2 separate regions of the Danio rerio genome follow, and region 1 is linked to region 2. Evidence: chromatin contacts called from public Hi-C data. All regions are on one chromosome and are shown on one strand. The core of a region is the stretch at or near the end of the contact, and the rest is flanking DNA. Distances in the headings are between cores, read along the strand shown. Region 1 overlaps pou2f2b (POU class 2 homeobox 2b). Region 2 has its middle 28 kb from the start of dedd1.

Region 1 (7,472 bases), core at 1,134-3,633, 90 kb after region 2:
GTTTTTGACATTTGAAACATGTTGAGTATCTGGGATGTTTGGATCAAACTTGTGTAGTTTTTCCAAGTGTGATATAACTACATTGCCCAGTTATATTTGATCATTTTAAATATATTATTAATTGACAAGTTCTGGGCTTTAACACATATTTGGCCCCATTCGAAATCTGTCAGGTCATAGTGCAAATCTGTACACCAAGAATCTTTCTTGCATTCTGATGTTTCTTTAGAGCCTTCAACACATTTCTAAACGTGATAGTTTTAATAATTCATCTCTAATAACTGATTTATTTTATCTTTGCATGATGAAAGTAAATAATATTTGACTAGATATTTTTCAAGACACTTCTACACATCTTAAAGTGACATTTAAAGGCTTAACTAGGGTAATTAGGTTAACTAGGCAGGTTAGGGTAATTAGGCAAGTTATTATATTACGATGGTTTGTTCTGTTGACTATCGAACCAAAAAAGCTTAAAGGGGCTTATAATTTTGACCTCAAAATGGGTTTTAAAAAATTAAAAACTGCTTTAATTCTAGCTGAAATAAGACAAGAAGAAAAAAATTTCAAAGGAGGGCTAATAATTCTGACTTCAACTGTATGTATTTGCTCTTTTTTTATTAATCAGAAAAACCCAGATTTTCACCCAAAAAGAATTATAAAGGTTATATTGTAGCCAACTAAATTCTGAATATTTAATAAATGAAGCCAAAAGCAAAAACCTCTAAGTGCCGTCTATTTTTTTTTTTTCTAAAATGTATTTCTCAGAGGGGCGAAGCAGTGGCGCTGTAGGTACAGCAAGAAGGTCACTGGGTCGCTGGTTCGAGCCTCAGCTCAGTTGGCGTTTCTGTGTGGAGTTTGCATGTTCTCCCTGCATTTGCGTGGGTTTCCTCCGGGTGCTCTGTTTTCCCCCACAGTTCAAAGACATGCGGTACAGGTGAATTGGGCTGGCTAAATTGTCCATAGTGTACGAGTGTGTGTGAATATGTGTGTGGATGTTTCCCAGAGATGGGTTGCGGCTGGAAGGGCATCCGCTGCGTAAAAACTTGCTGGATAAGTTGGCGGTTCATTCCGCTGTGGCGACCCTGAATTAATAAAGGGACTAAGCTGACAAGAAAATGAATGAATGAATGTATTTGTCAGCTTCTTATATTTATGTTTAGTTATTTTACTTTAAACATGATGAAAATAACCTCTTCTTTGCACAAAGAGTAAAATTATTGAAACTGGACACAACAGCCTGAAAAAAATGCTAGTTTTAGATAAAAATTCCTGATTTGCATCTGAACTCTTCAAGAAAAAGAAAAAAAATCCACATTTTTTATTGATTACTATATGGGATGTGTCAAATAAAAAAAAATATATATACATCTTTTTGGCATTTTGTATGTAATATTTTATGTATATTATTGCAAATACAAAACGAATAGCTTAATAAAAACATATGAATCTTAAAATTCAAGTTTTTGAAACACTCTCAATTCATTGAAATATAATTTTTAAACAAATTGACAATTTTTTTTCTAACTCAAAAGGTATTTTCTCTAGTGTGGTTCAAGTTTAAGTGCGCAGTTAGTTTATATACAGTATATAGTCATTGCAGATATATTGTGGTTATTCAAAATGGAATAAAGGTAACTGAGCGAATATGATTCAATATAGCATAAATAAATAGGTCACTTCAGTCGATGCTCCATCTATACCACAGAATCACTGGCACTTTTTTCTCCTAACACAGGTTTCGGTCTACTTTCAAGCTTTATCTTCCAAGTTTTTTCATTTATTTTCTCATCTCTCTTCATCTCCCCCTGTCCTTTTCTTTCCCTGTGAGATTTTACTATCAATTCTCCCACTGTGCACTCCTTTTTCAAGTGGCCCGACTCTCTCTTACATCCGCTTTCCTTACCGTTCTGCCGTATGAATTCCTCTCTGCTCTGCTTATTTCCCCCTCTACCTCTCTGCACAGTAATAATGCTACTGATAGAAACAGGCCCATGTGTGTGCGTGTGTGTGTGTGTGCGATTATTGTCGTGTCGGGAGTCAGAGGAATCGATCGATGCAGAAATATGAGGGTCTGTGTCAAAAACAATAACCTCCTATTCCCCAGACACTCACTTTCTCACACACAGCTGCGTTCAGACGTACTGATTTAAGCCTAAATATTAAACATGCGCACCTTCATTCAGGGGGAAACGATACACACACACACTCACATTACAGGAAAAGGGCTCCATTTCAGATAGCAGAACTTATCAGCGCGAGAGGCGCTCTCCGTTTACCATTTCACTGTCTGTCACAGGGGTAAAAACATACACATAAGCACAGACACACACGCGCACGAACATACACACACAAGAGACCTTTTGCTGCTGTTGCCTGGCAACGTGGGCCAGTGACCAATCACATTGCAGAGCAGTGTCCAGTGATGTCACAGCGTCTGCTGACCAGCAGGGAAGAAAGAGAGGGAGAAAGAGCAAATGTCTGGAAACAATTTAAAAGAGCGTTTCCATCCTTACGTTACGGGATGTGCTGATGCTTTAACAGCTGGAGTGGACAGAATGGACGTTTGTGTTTATGCAGGTGAAGAGGTGGACGCGTCTGCCTGGAATGGCGCACTGAAAGAAAGCTTCCGTGTAACTTTATCAGCCCGAAAGACTAAACACATTTGTGTCGGAGTGATTGCATCTGCAGCGCGAGGAGTGTTTGCTGTGCGAAATAGTTAGTATCTAATCACTCACACACATACGCACGCATGCGGCGTGAGCCGTGACAGCTGTAAGATTGATGGCTCTCTTGAGGCCTGTAGCTTGCGCTTTTAAATGGACAGCTGATCAGATAAACATGGAGAGAAGGAGAGCGAGAGGAATGGATCAAGAAACATACTCACTTTTGAAGATCATCTAGAGGCCTTTGTGTTGGTGGAGCATGTGGTGGTGTGGTTTGGATTGCAGATACATCAGGCTGCAGCTCCACACAAAAAGTCAAACTGAAGTCATTCGTAATTATTATGGGGAAGCCCTTAGTTGTGACATTTGAATGGAAATCATGGGACAAGAGGGCAGCCGAATGGCCTGAGACCCCCGTGACATATGCACACATGTCTGTGCTGCGTGACCTCTGGGGTCGTGACCTTTAACTCCAGCAGACGCACGACACAAACACATGCTGCCGATGACCGTGAACCTGACTCCTGGCGTCTCTTTGTGTGATTATACAAAAGAGAGAAGAACATTGGTATCACATTTTGTGATAGTAAAAATGTGCATGAAATTATAAAGAAAAAAGTCAGTTTAGCTGTAAATATCCGTGTCTATATGCAGATTGTTTCATCATAAGAGCTGCATGGCAAGGCCTTTGGTACTTGAATGTGTCAAGACTTTGTGTCTTATCCATATCCCTTCATTTTTAGATGGGCAAAACTTCTTACTTTGGTAGGCTACTGCCGTTTCTTATCAAATTTACTTTACTTCTGGTGTCTGTACAGCGGTTCTTGGTAGAATTTCATATTGGACACTTGCATGCAACATCTAATCGAAAAAAATTAAGATTAGGCACATTATATTTATGTTTATTTATGCCTACATTGTAAAAAAAAAATATCCTGCTTGCCTTAAATTTTTAAGCTGAATCAAATTAACCTTATGAGTCAATTGAACTTATATTATGTTAAACTGACTTAAAACAGCTTGCATAACTTAAAAATTTAAGTTAGAACATGATTTACTTAGTTTAATATGTTACAGTTAACTATAAACATATGTTGTCATGACTAAATGATCAAATTATTTTTACAGTGTATATGCGTACACTAACCCGTAAAACACGCCTCAATTAAGGATTTTAAAAACAGATTTTACATTTAAAAGAAGCTATTCAAGTATTAATTTATGTGGAATTATTATTACGAAAGCTACTTTGAACTAACACTTGTGATTCAAAACTTTAATAAAAGTAAATGTGTTATCATCACATTTAGTTATGAATGGCACAAATTATGTAAATAAATCTTTCTATAGGCCTATTGTAAGCTCAAAAGCAGGAACAGACTTAGTGACAAGCATTAAAACTAGATTATTATTTTCTTTATTTTGTAAATAAAGTGCATTTTACAAATATATTTTAAGTGGAACCTTTTTCTTCTAAATGTAAAAATAAATACAATAAATTCACAAATTAAAAAAAAAAACAAGTTCACAAACTAAGCCATATTTGTGATTAGATTTAAATATTTGCATGTGCGGTAGGAAAGGAAAGCACCACTATTCATAGACCATTTCAATGTGTTAATGCCATAGGCCCATAAACAATATTTCCTGCTTGTTCAAACTGTGTCATAACTGTAACAAGAGGCAATTTAATCATATCCTAATGTTAAAACAGCTATCACAATATTATTTATCAATAAGTGGACTTTTTTGGATTCTCAGAGGCTATGGAAATTAAAAATGTGAAACAGGAAATACGTTGGAACCATTGTGTTTCTCTCAAAATGGTAAGCGGCCCACCCGATTTTGAAAAGAAGTAAAAAGATTTTTGTTTAATGGTTATAGACAGATTTTACAACATATGATGGAAAATTTATAAAAGAGATATGATTCATATATATATAGACTTTTTCTGCTCAAAAGGTCGAAATTTCGTAAAACAGTCCAGAAGTTTGTGTCACTGGATTTACGGTTAATCAGTTTACATTTCTGTCGTAAACCAGTTGTTAAAGACAGTAGTAGGCTTACTTATGTCACAGCCACTATTGAAAATCGCGTTGAAAAGTCGTTATGGCTTCTGACCACAGGTAAAACTCCCGCTTTATATTATTACATATTGTTGAACCGTTTCTAATTAGTTCTTACTTTTATCTCTGTCAAAGCATTAAATTATAATTATCACTGGTTTGTGGGGCAAGTGGTTTTAGCCGACTTACTGTCTTTAAATCAGTTGCTTTTGCTATAGTTATTTACCTGTAAAGGCAGCATGTATCCTGTTTACATTACAGAAAGGTAGCTTTGTATTTGTGTTTTAAGTGTTTGTGTGATTTATAGCAAATTTGCTTTTAAAATAACCAGTGTAGTGCAAAAAATCCCTTAGAAACGGGTCAATCAGGAAATTGGAGGAAAAAACGTCTCAGTAAAAGTGTGTTGATGACGCCATCTTGTGTTAAGAAAAAAACACTGTAACCTCTCATTTCACCCTTATGTTTTGGACTTGAACTTCACCTTTGATTGGCTGTAAATATCTTCAGTAAATGGTTTCTGAACTCCTCAAGAGGTATAGCCATAACGAATTCGTTTTGTTTCGTTTAAAACGGCAACCTTCAGTATATACATTCTCTAAACATTAGTTTTCTGATCACATGCCACACTTGGGCATCTATTAAATAATTTAATATAAATGTTTAGATGGAATGCCTTTGTGTCCCTTCATAACAAAACATTTGCTTCACATCCTAATAAAATAAGCTTAAAAACTTATTTTAGAACTTAAAACTGCAGATGCCCCTCCAGCCACAAACCAGTACTGGGAAATTTGAATAACATTTATTGGGGGGAAAAAAAGTCAAAATATGGGTGAAATAATGTGCATGTACAGGAATGTTTCTGTAAAGGAAAACAAAAACAAACACACATCTGACCTGTACTTATTAAACAATGTAAAAAAATAAGATAAAGCTAAATTTTTTATATTATAAATCAATGAAAACATCATGCTGACACACACAAGTAGTTATAAATATATAGTGAAGGCAAAATGATCAGCCCTCCTCTGAAATTCCCCAAATATTTCCCAAGTGATGTTTAACAGAGCTAGGACATTTTCACAGTATTTCCTATAATATTTTGTCTTCAGGGAAAAGTCTTATTTCCTTTAGTTTCACTTTAATAAGACCATTTTTACATAATTTAAAGATCAATATTATTAGCCATCTTAAATAATGCCCAGTTGGCTACACAACAGGCCACTGATATTCAATAACTTGTTTTCTTAATCATCCTAATTATTCTAATAATCGTTCGAGGTTACTAAAGTAACCCTTCGTTCCCCGAGGAGGGGAACGGAAGCACTATAAGTGGATTTGATTGTAAAATCCACGCATTAGGGGAGGTTCGGTTCAGAAGCTACTCGTCTGAAAGAGTATTGAACGGGCCAATTAAGAATGAATTGGCAGCGCAAGCCTGCGCAGGTGAGCGGCATAAGCAATCAACTGAGTATATAAGCTCACCTGGCGCAGCAGACGCTATCCTTTTTAAGCTGAAGAGACTTTCAACAGCTAAGGGACAGTCATTATGGCGACGGAGTATAGTGCTTCCGTTCCCCTCCTCGGGGAACGAAGGGTTACTTTAGTAACCTCGAACGTTCCCCTTCGGGGGGAACTTCAGCACTATAAGTGGATTTGATTGTAAAATCCACGCATTGGGAGCCCATTGAAAGCGCCATAATGACTGCACCTTACCAACACCCCCGATGAGGAGATAGTCAAGCAAGCGTGACGCACCCACATCATGGGGGGCGCGGTCCTCCAACGTGTCCCTGGCCCTAATTTATCCTACTTCAACAGAAGTTTTACGGATTTATATATATTTTTTGGGAAGTCGTGAGCATCTAGATAATTCTAGGAAAATACGACAGTACGTTGGGAAGCGTGCAATCCCGATAGGGAGGACGCTGCGGAGGCCATCCGTTACCCAAGGGGGGATAGATGGCAGAATTTACATATGGACTAGCCCTAAAAAGGGGGAGTACGCATAGCAAAAGAGTGGTTAGCGGGGAGGGAAGACACGGGTCCGCCCAGGGGGGGGGGACTTAACCGTGGCTGAATAAGCATATGGGATCGCCTAGTGGGGACCACGCATACCAGGCACCTTTACCCAAAACGCGGGCTGACCAGCGGGCAGACCTACAACGTAGTGGGCCAGCAAGTGACTCCTCCGCTGAGTCAGTGCTGGGGGCCACGGAGGAATCTGCAGGGCTCACCTGACGGGGAACTTTACTGACAGATAAAAAGGCGCACGTATCTCCGTGTTAGGGAAAATGGCGCAGCAAGCGTGTTTCAACACCCTACCGAATTGTTTCCTCAATCACCAAGGGTTACCTAATACCCTTGAGGAAACCGGCTCCACTCGCAGATTGTAAAACCTTGCAAATGTGTTGGGTGTCACCCAGCCCGCAGCTCTACAGATGTCTGTTAGAGGGGCGCCGCGTGCGCGCGCTCGAGAGGATGCGAAGCTCCGAGTGGAGTGCGCAAGCGCTCTCGGGGGACGCGGCTCATCTCGGCTCTGATAGTGAAAGAAGGCATCCACAATCTAGTGGGAACTTATTTCGGTACGGCACTTCCCTGCTGCCGACCGCTATAACAGACGAAGAGCTGCTCAGATGATCTAAACTCTGAGTGCGGTCCGGATAATACGCAAAACGCGAACTGGACAATAAATAAGGGCTGGGTCTGCCTCCTCCGAGGGCAGCGCTTGCAGGCTCAC
Region 2 (7,959 bases), core at 5,209-7,708:
GCAGTAACTTGTGGCCCTGGGAGTTTATAAATGCTGCTTTCATTTGAGGTAGGATTTGTTTTTGCTGTTTTATTAGATCTGAAAATAAAGGAAAACGAGTATTTAGGAGTGTTATGGGTGGTACATTTAGAGCTCTGTCCATGGTGCTGAAGAGCTAAATTAAGTCTGTGTCTAATGAGTAGTAGGAGTTGTCACCCTTTTATATTTTATAAAAGTATTGTTCATTTTCTCATAAATAGACTGTCCAAGATTTAGATGAGTTCTCAGAGCATTAAGATTTTTTCAAATGTGAAGTGAGAATGGGCGTCACGATGGCAGAGTGGGTAAAGAAGGTCACTGGTTCGAGCCTCGGCTGGGTCAGTTGGCATTTCTGTGTGGAGTCTGCATGTTCTTCCTGTGTGATCCAGATGATCCGGTTTCCCCCACAGTCTGAAGACATGCACTGTAGGTGAATTGAATAAGCTAAATTGGCTGTAGTGTGTCTGTGTGAATGAGTGAGTATGTTTCCCAGTGATGGGTTGCGGCTGGATATGGATCATCCACTGCGTTAAACATGGATAAGTTGGCAGTTCATTCAGCTGTGGCAACCCCTGATTAATAAAGGGCCGGAAAAAAATGAATGAAGAGAGAACAAGAGAAAACAACCCCACCTCCAAAAAACATACACGCAAAACAAAGGCCATGATTTAGTGACATGGGCCACTGTATTAATTTTTGTGTTTGCTGTAGATTCTTTTTTTACTATCAAAGAAAACTTGACACTTTTATTTTATGAATCAACAAGTTTTCATCTTAGAAAAATGTTTATATATGTAACAAAGATAATGCTTTATACCCACAAATAAAATTATGCAGATTAAACTATTACTAAATCACAAGGTGTAAACTAAACTGAAGTAGGGCAGCTACACCATAGTCAGCTGAGAACACAGTATTTAGGAGAGAGGCCTTCTGTGAAATCCCCGCCTTTTGTGTGCAATTGAGCAATTCCACCTATAGATGGCAGCTTTATTTTCTCAGTCAAGTCTAAAATAAAACATATTTTGAAGAAAACGAACAAAAAAAGGGTGAAACCTCGAGTAAATAAAGCTAACACATTTTTACTTAATTTTCTAATTCTCTCGCACCTCATTTTTTTCATCAGCAACGGTCAACATGCTGTCATGGTAACGGCTGAAGGCAGAGCGGGGCAGCGAGCACCCCCTCCGCCCGACCCCCTCACCTTTTGCCCCTAATTTCAAATTCAGGCTCCTCACCCGATTCCTTTTCTATTTCCCCCCCCCAACAAAACACCCCCAAATATCACTCCTCTCTCCCGTGTTGCTGTGTCCGACTCTTTCCCGTGGCCGAGCAGCTCGCGCGTATACGTATGACTGGAGACTGCGCGTTCATCGATGGAAACGCCGGTAATGTTGTGTAAACAAACTGACAGCTTTTGTTTCATATAACTCATCCATACTCTGCCTCCATCATTCTGCTCTGTGTTATTATATAGGCTATCTTTCCCTACTTATGTTCGTTTGTCGTATATTCAAAAAAACGCTTTAAAGTTGTCCTGTCTCATTTGAACCTGTCCTGCACAGGAGAGAGGCGGACAGGGTTGTTGCCTGTAATGATTTCTTGCTCACTGCTCAGACCGGGGATTTCTTGTTATTGATTAGATAGAAATTAATTCACGGGACAACCCTCTTCGCTTCTCTCAGTTTGTTTATCTGGGTGTGCCTCCCGCGAGCCACTGCACGCGCTCTTCTACATGCTGTAATTGGCGCAGGGCATCGCGGGAACATTTGAAAACTATTTTATGAGATATGCATGTGCTCGTGTTTTACAGTGAGGATGTAGAAAACTGCAGCTTTCTGTCATTCATTCTCTCCTATGCCTATTACTGGTGTTTTGGTATCAAATGTAGACCATACTGTGCACTCACGAAGCCATTCGCTGTTATTATGACGAAGGAGCTCATAAACATTTCTGAATGAACACACATATATATATATATATATATATATATATATATATATATATATATATATATATATATATATATATATATTTATATAGCTAACTGTTTGTAAGTCTTAGTGTTACTGAATGCTAAGGTAGTAGCCTAGGTTTAAGTTGTATTTAAAATTTAAAAACTCTTTAAACAATTTGTCTGGAACTAGCTCAGTCGTTGTGGTGATTTAAATCCTAGCATTAGCATTCTTTCCTTTCGGTTTTGTCTTTTGACTTGTGGACAAATATCTAGACTTACACATGTGTACTCCTTTGGGAAGCTTTGTAATCAATATGGTCGATATTTGTTTGTCGGCGTATCCTTGATAACGACGTTGTAATAACAGCATCGCACGGCCGTTAGTGTCTGCCGCCACACTGGCTGAATCTCCGCTGAGGGGGAAATCGATGAGGAGACTGAGTTAATTATGAGAAAATCAATTAAAAGGTGGAGATTTTGCCTTTAAAAGAGCAACCAGTACCAGTGCAAAAGAAAAGGGACTGAATTCGCAAGGCTGCTCACTTTGTCTGTACTGAGATCATCTTCGTCAGGGGTCTGCGACCGATGAGAAGCCTTCATGTTTGAGATCTCTATAATTAGTTTATATTGAAATGCTTTACTGAGGATATTTCTTTACACCTGAGGTTTTTATAAATTATAACTACGCGATTTGATAAGTGGTAAGGAGCGCGCGAATGCTGTTGGCTAATGGAGATCTCATTATTGTACCCAAAAAAAAAAAAAAAAAAACTAATACTACTAATACTTCCCTTCTTAGACTTTACAGACCTGAAACTTGCCTATAGCACTTATTCATTGTTGCTATTAGTTGTGTAAATTGCTTCCTTGTCCTGTAAGTCGCTTTGGATAAAAGCGTCTGCTAAATGACTAAATGTAAATGTCATTACGCTTTCTTGCCTCAGTAAACAAACTTGAGCTCGAAAAACAAAGAAACTGGTTTAGTATTTTTCCATTGTCAACTTTTCTTTTTTCTTTTTTTATATGGCTTTGGGTTTTGTAGTGTTGGACATAAAGGTGGATACATTCTCATCTTGTGGGTTTACATTGTGAAGATGGTTCATCAAATATTTGAACAGGCTCTCTTTATACCGGTGCTCTCACGGTTCATGGTTAATACACAGGCACACGTAGCTTTTATTGGCCTCATATTAACTAAAGAAACGCTACACAACCACAGCTTCTTCACTGGTGCCGTGTAGCCTACATACCCAAAAGATACAATGTCTTTAAATCTTCAGGACTTGGCTTAATATGAGGCAACACTGCACTTTTAACGTGGTGCTGAAATTCCAAGAGCCATTGGGAAAAGTTTAAATTAAAATAGATAAATTAAAATTAGGTTACACTGATTTTTAGGATATTTATGTAGTTTTAGTGCAGCTTTAAGGACTAATATTAAAACTTCATACTGCTGACAAAACAAGTTACCACTGCATTCTGATCTAGAAAGATACAACATTCAGAATTCACGACGGTATACATAGGTTAATTAGTTCTTAGCTTAATTTGTCACATCGCAAACGAGATATTTAGCTTTTGTAAAACCGTAAATTAAAACAGTCTATGTAAAGCAAAACGGTGGTCTAATCGTCTAAATTGCACAATATTTGCGGAAAACATATCTGAATATCAGAAAAGCGAAAATGCATTTCTAATTTTTCCTATATGCTGATGGATTCATTTAAGTGCTAATAATAATAAAGAAACTATTTTAATAGCGTTATTAGTTTTATATTAGTCTCTGCATTCAGGATTATTTAAACAGGCGGTGTTTTATTGGGATAGCCCGTGTAATCTTCGTATTTTGCTTAAATTATTGATGATGATTAAATTATATATCTGTCACGCTATGTGTTATAGTGTAGACTAGTTATGTAGGCTACTCAAACATTTAAAAAAATTCTCTGAAGCAGAGTAATTCAAGGAAGCTAAATTAAACCCGAGCAGATAGGCTATATGCAAATTGCGCAGCATAATAATAGAACGTTCATCGCCTAACATTTGTTCAATATCCTAATATAAAACGCAAATAAAATGATACATATCTAAAAAATATTCTGAATGCAGGCATAATAAAATAAATAAAATAATTCCCCATACAGCGCCTGTTCAAGATTATTATCTAGCCTGTAAAGAATGTGTCTTTAAGATTCACTATAGAAATAATGTATTTTCTATATAAAATAAAGAAGACTGTTCTTAAAACGTTTATGAATTACAAAATATGCTCTTTCATTTGATCATATAATGCAGTTTTGATTGGTTGTTAAAATTGTTAAAATCAGCACTTCTTCTTTAGCTTACAACGTTAGTCATGTTCTTGATATAATGCAGATTTAAATATTATTATTAATATGTTCATGTCATAACCAAAATGAAAAATGACAACAACAAAAAAATAAATAAAAAAAAGAGTAAACTCAAGTTATAGTCTATAATCAATGCTTGCATTTAGCTATTATAAGGAAATACGATGGAATTATTTTGGTTAAAAGTTCAATTAAATAGCCCATCGACAGTATTTTCGCAGTAATCATATTATTTTATGTAGCTCATCATCAATAGCAGCTTACATTCAGAACTGTCGATTAAAGCCTAATCGCTTGATTGCTTTCGTGTCTATTTACACAAATGAATATGATTGACGTAAATGAGACAAAACAAACTGGAAATACAAATATACGGAGCAAATGTAAAACTAAAATAAGAATTAATTTGTAGTCTAGACTTCGGGTCTTTCTGTGAGTCTGTTTTTGTTTTAGTTGCTAAGGCTAGCAGGCTATGTTCTTTTATTAGAATATAATCTCACTGGCTCAACTGCATTTAGGACAGGATTTTTGTCTTCCTTATTTCAGGAAACCGCTGATCTTCATTGACTGATCAATATAGGTCGTCTTTTTCAGAAGATCCTTTATTTGATGAGAAATCATATGTTGCTCCTTTAGAATGCACATTATTATTATTATTATTATTATTATTATTATTATTATTATTATTATTATTATTATTATTATTATTATAAAAATGCCCCGAAGAAGCTGAGTGTCCGGTATCAATCTTTTTTTTTTTTTTTTTTCATAAGCAGCTGTCAGCGTAACTCACGACCCCACGGGTCAGAGGCCAAACGACCACCGGTGCAATTAAAACGGACAGAGATGGAGCATTATGGCCGAATCTAATTTTCCTCACACAAAAGAACAAAACTGCCCGCAGTTGAATTCAAAATGTTTGTTATTAAGGCACAAAATGCTGGTGCTATTGCTGCAAATATAGGCCTATTCAAGCATTAGAGAACACATAGTTTCTATGTTACATGGCCATTTTGTTTTTGCTTGGAGGGAGAAAGGGAAATATCATTCTGCTATATTATTTGTTATTTAAGATATCATGCCATTGATCAGTTTTGATTTTTGTCATTATTATTCCTCAAAAATGACTTATTTTAATGTCTTTTCTTTTTCATTCTTTTGAAATCAGGTCTAACCTGTTTTATCACTTATTATTGATTTTTATTGGTTTATGTTTGTCTCTTTTATTCGTGTTATGTAAAGCACTTTGAATTACAACTGTGTATGAATTGTGCTATTTAAATAAACTTGCATTGCCTAGAAAATGCTATTGCTTATTTATTTATTAGACAAAATAACGTTATGGTATTTATGGGAGTTTCTGTGAAAAGAGTTATTAAAAATACATGTATTTTATTTAGATGCAATAAATCAGATTGGCCTATCCACATTCGCAGCTGTAAAACGCACCCAGCGAAACCTCAATATCAGCAACTAATAAATTGCAGGCTGCTCTAACCTTTGCAATTGCGGCTTTTGCTCCTGGTTTAAATGTGTGACCGATCTCTATTTTGTTGCCGCCTGCGTGTCCGTTGAAAGCATCGAGATGACCACAATAATACACACAAGAGCACGCGCGGCGTTTATGGATGCGCGCGTGTGTTTAGAGCACGATGAGCCGACGGGGTCAGAGTTCAGATTCAGCCCCAGACGGACGACCTTGCCCTTATAAATGACCCCGGGGTCGAACGGGGATGGGGGAGGTTGAGAAGGGATACAGAAAATGATAGTTGAAGGAGGAAAAAAGACAGAGCCGAACGAAAAGGCAAAGGGTAAAAAGATAAACACAGAGCTGGTTATGAAACACACTATTTTCCCTTCCATTTTATTTCCAAATGTATTCTCCATTTGCTTCTCTCACGCCTACATGAAGGAGAAAGTTAACGTTTGACCTTTATCTTCACCTCAGTTCCCTGCAGCTGCTAGATGTACTTTCGCTCTAACACATAAGATTGAGGTGTACGCGCCATGTTTTTTGCCTCTCAGGTGGAGAGTGAGGGCTGAGGGCCGCTCTTGAAGCCCCAGCAGGGTAACCGATGGTGTTCGGGCCCATCATAGGGGTGCAGTTTTATTTGTGACCTGCGCTGGGCAGTAGAGAGCTGGCTGTCCAGCTCATTTAGTTTGGCTACTTATCTTAGCCAGTGAGCAGGGGAGGATGCAGGAGTGAGAGGGAGGATACAAGCAAGCCCGAGGCTGAGGGAAATAACATGAAAAAGCTCACAAAAATGGCTGTTTGTCCCCTTTGTGCTCGGATAAAGCTTATTGCAGTGCTCATAATCTTCTCTGTCATAACAAGTGCTTTTTTTAAAAGATAATTTAGCATTCATAATGCATTTATAAAACTAAAATGACCAACGACAAACTAAAACAACAACTACAATTGTGTTATTTTTGTTTAGTCTTTTCAATAATGAGTGAATTTTAAAAAGTTAAAGGCTTTTAATGTTATTGCATTTTTAACTATGCTACTACTTTATTTTTTTATTGTCCACAAGTGGAAATTAATCTTTGGCTTCACCGACCACATCAGCCTTCACATTACACATATCACAAAAAAAACAGGCAACACAAATACATTCGATGCCATCACATTAAACTCCATTAAAACCCTATACATACTCAAAACACCGTATTTAACCTATTTGATGCACATTATTCTTTTCTTGAGGTTGCCTAAAACTTCTTTTTTGGTGGCAAGAATTGAAATGTTATATTTTAGGATGGGAACAGTCTACAATAATGGCATGTTTCAATAATGGCAATCTTTCTGTTTAATTCTTGAATAAATTTCATTAGTTTTTTGTGCTTTAACTACAATTGCACTGGCAATTTTTACTACTGACATAGTTTTTGCTTTTCCTTTATTGGCAACAGTTCATACCATGCAATCATGTTAAAACTCGCACCACTTTCAACCAAGTTCTTGTATGCCATCTCCAGAACAGTGTTGGGGAAAGTTACTTTTGAAAGTAGTTCGTTACAATATTGGGTTACTCCCCAAGAAAGTAGCTAATCGTGTTACTTGGTTGTTTTGTGCTTTTGAGTTACTTTTGTGTTACTTTTCTATATACTTGGCTGAGATTTTTATCTCTTTCAGAACTTGCAGGTGTTGCTTCCACAATTTTTATTGAGAAGCTCTGCATTTAACAAACCCCATATATAACCTACACCTTCATTTACCTTTAAAAAATGTAGGATAATATTTTATTTTGAGAACTTTCTGAACCCAGAGCTATACATGCTGTATATACAAATTAATTAAAGTATGTAGCATGTTTGGTACTTTTGAATGTTTTGTTTTATCAGAAAAGTAAATTCACTGTCTATTGAGATAAAGACTGCAATAAAGCCTAATACTTACATGCAATAATTTATTAAGGCAAAAGCAGATTTTAAACCTTTAAAATGTTTAACAACAAAATGAACAGGAAGCCGATAAAAATCATCCCCAAATTTAAATAAACCTTTGAGCTTTATACATTGAATAAATTGCTTCACATGGCCTTAACAAATGTGTAAATCAATTCCCAAAAGAGAAAAAAATCTTATTTTATTACAAAACGTAGTCACTTAGACAGTGGTTGTATCTCCTCA

What was found. A called contact is a pair of places that touch in the nucleus more often than the background predicts.
Region 1: a Hi-C map of embryo shows a contact between it and region 2, with 2.7 times the contacts expected there. The contact joins two enhancer-like sites. A contact is called at or near these places in 6 of 18 Hi-C or Micro-C datasets (caudal fin, embryo, hematopoietic stem cells and 1 more).

What each region holds. Positions count from the first base shown.
Region 1 is chr16:11,213,453-11,220,924 of GRCz12tu, forward strand. All of the region lies in intron 1 of pou2f2b (POU class 2 homeobox 2b), which reads left to right. Among named protein-coding and RNA genes, the nearest start is that of pou2f2b, 41 kb to the left of the region's middle. Within about 2 kb of position 2,384, at least 21 of the 62 cell types and tissues checked have an H3K27ac peak or open chromatin away from gene starts, as enhancers often do.
Region 2 is chr16:11,119,398-11,127,356 of GRCz12tu, forward strand. It overlaps a transcript of pou2f2b not described here. Among named protein-coding and RNA genes, the nearest start is that of dedd1, 28 kb to the left of the region's middle. Within about 2 kb of position 6,459, at least 37 of the 62 cell types and tissues checked have an H3K27ac peak or open chromatin away from gene starts, as enhancers often do.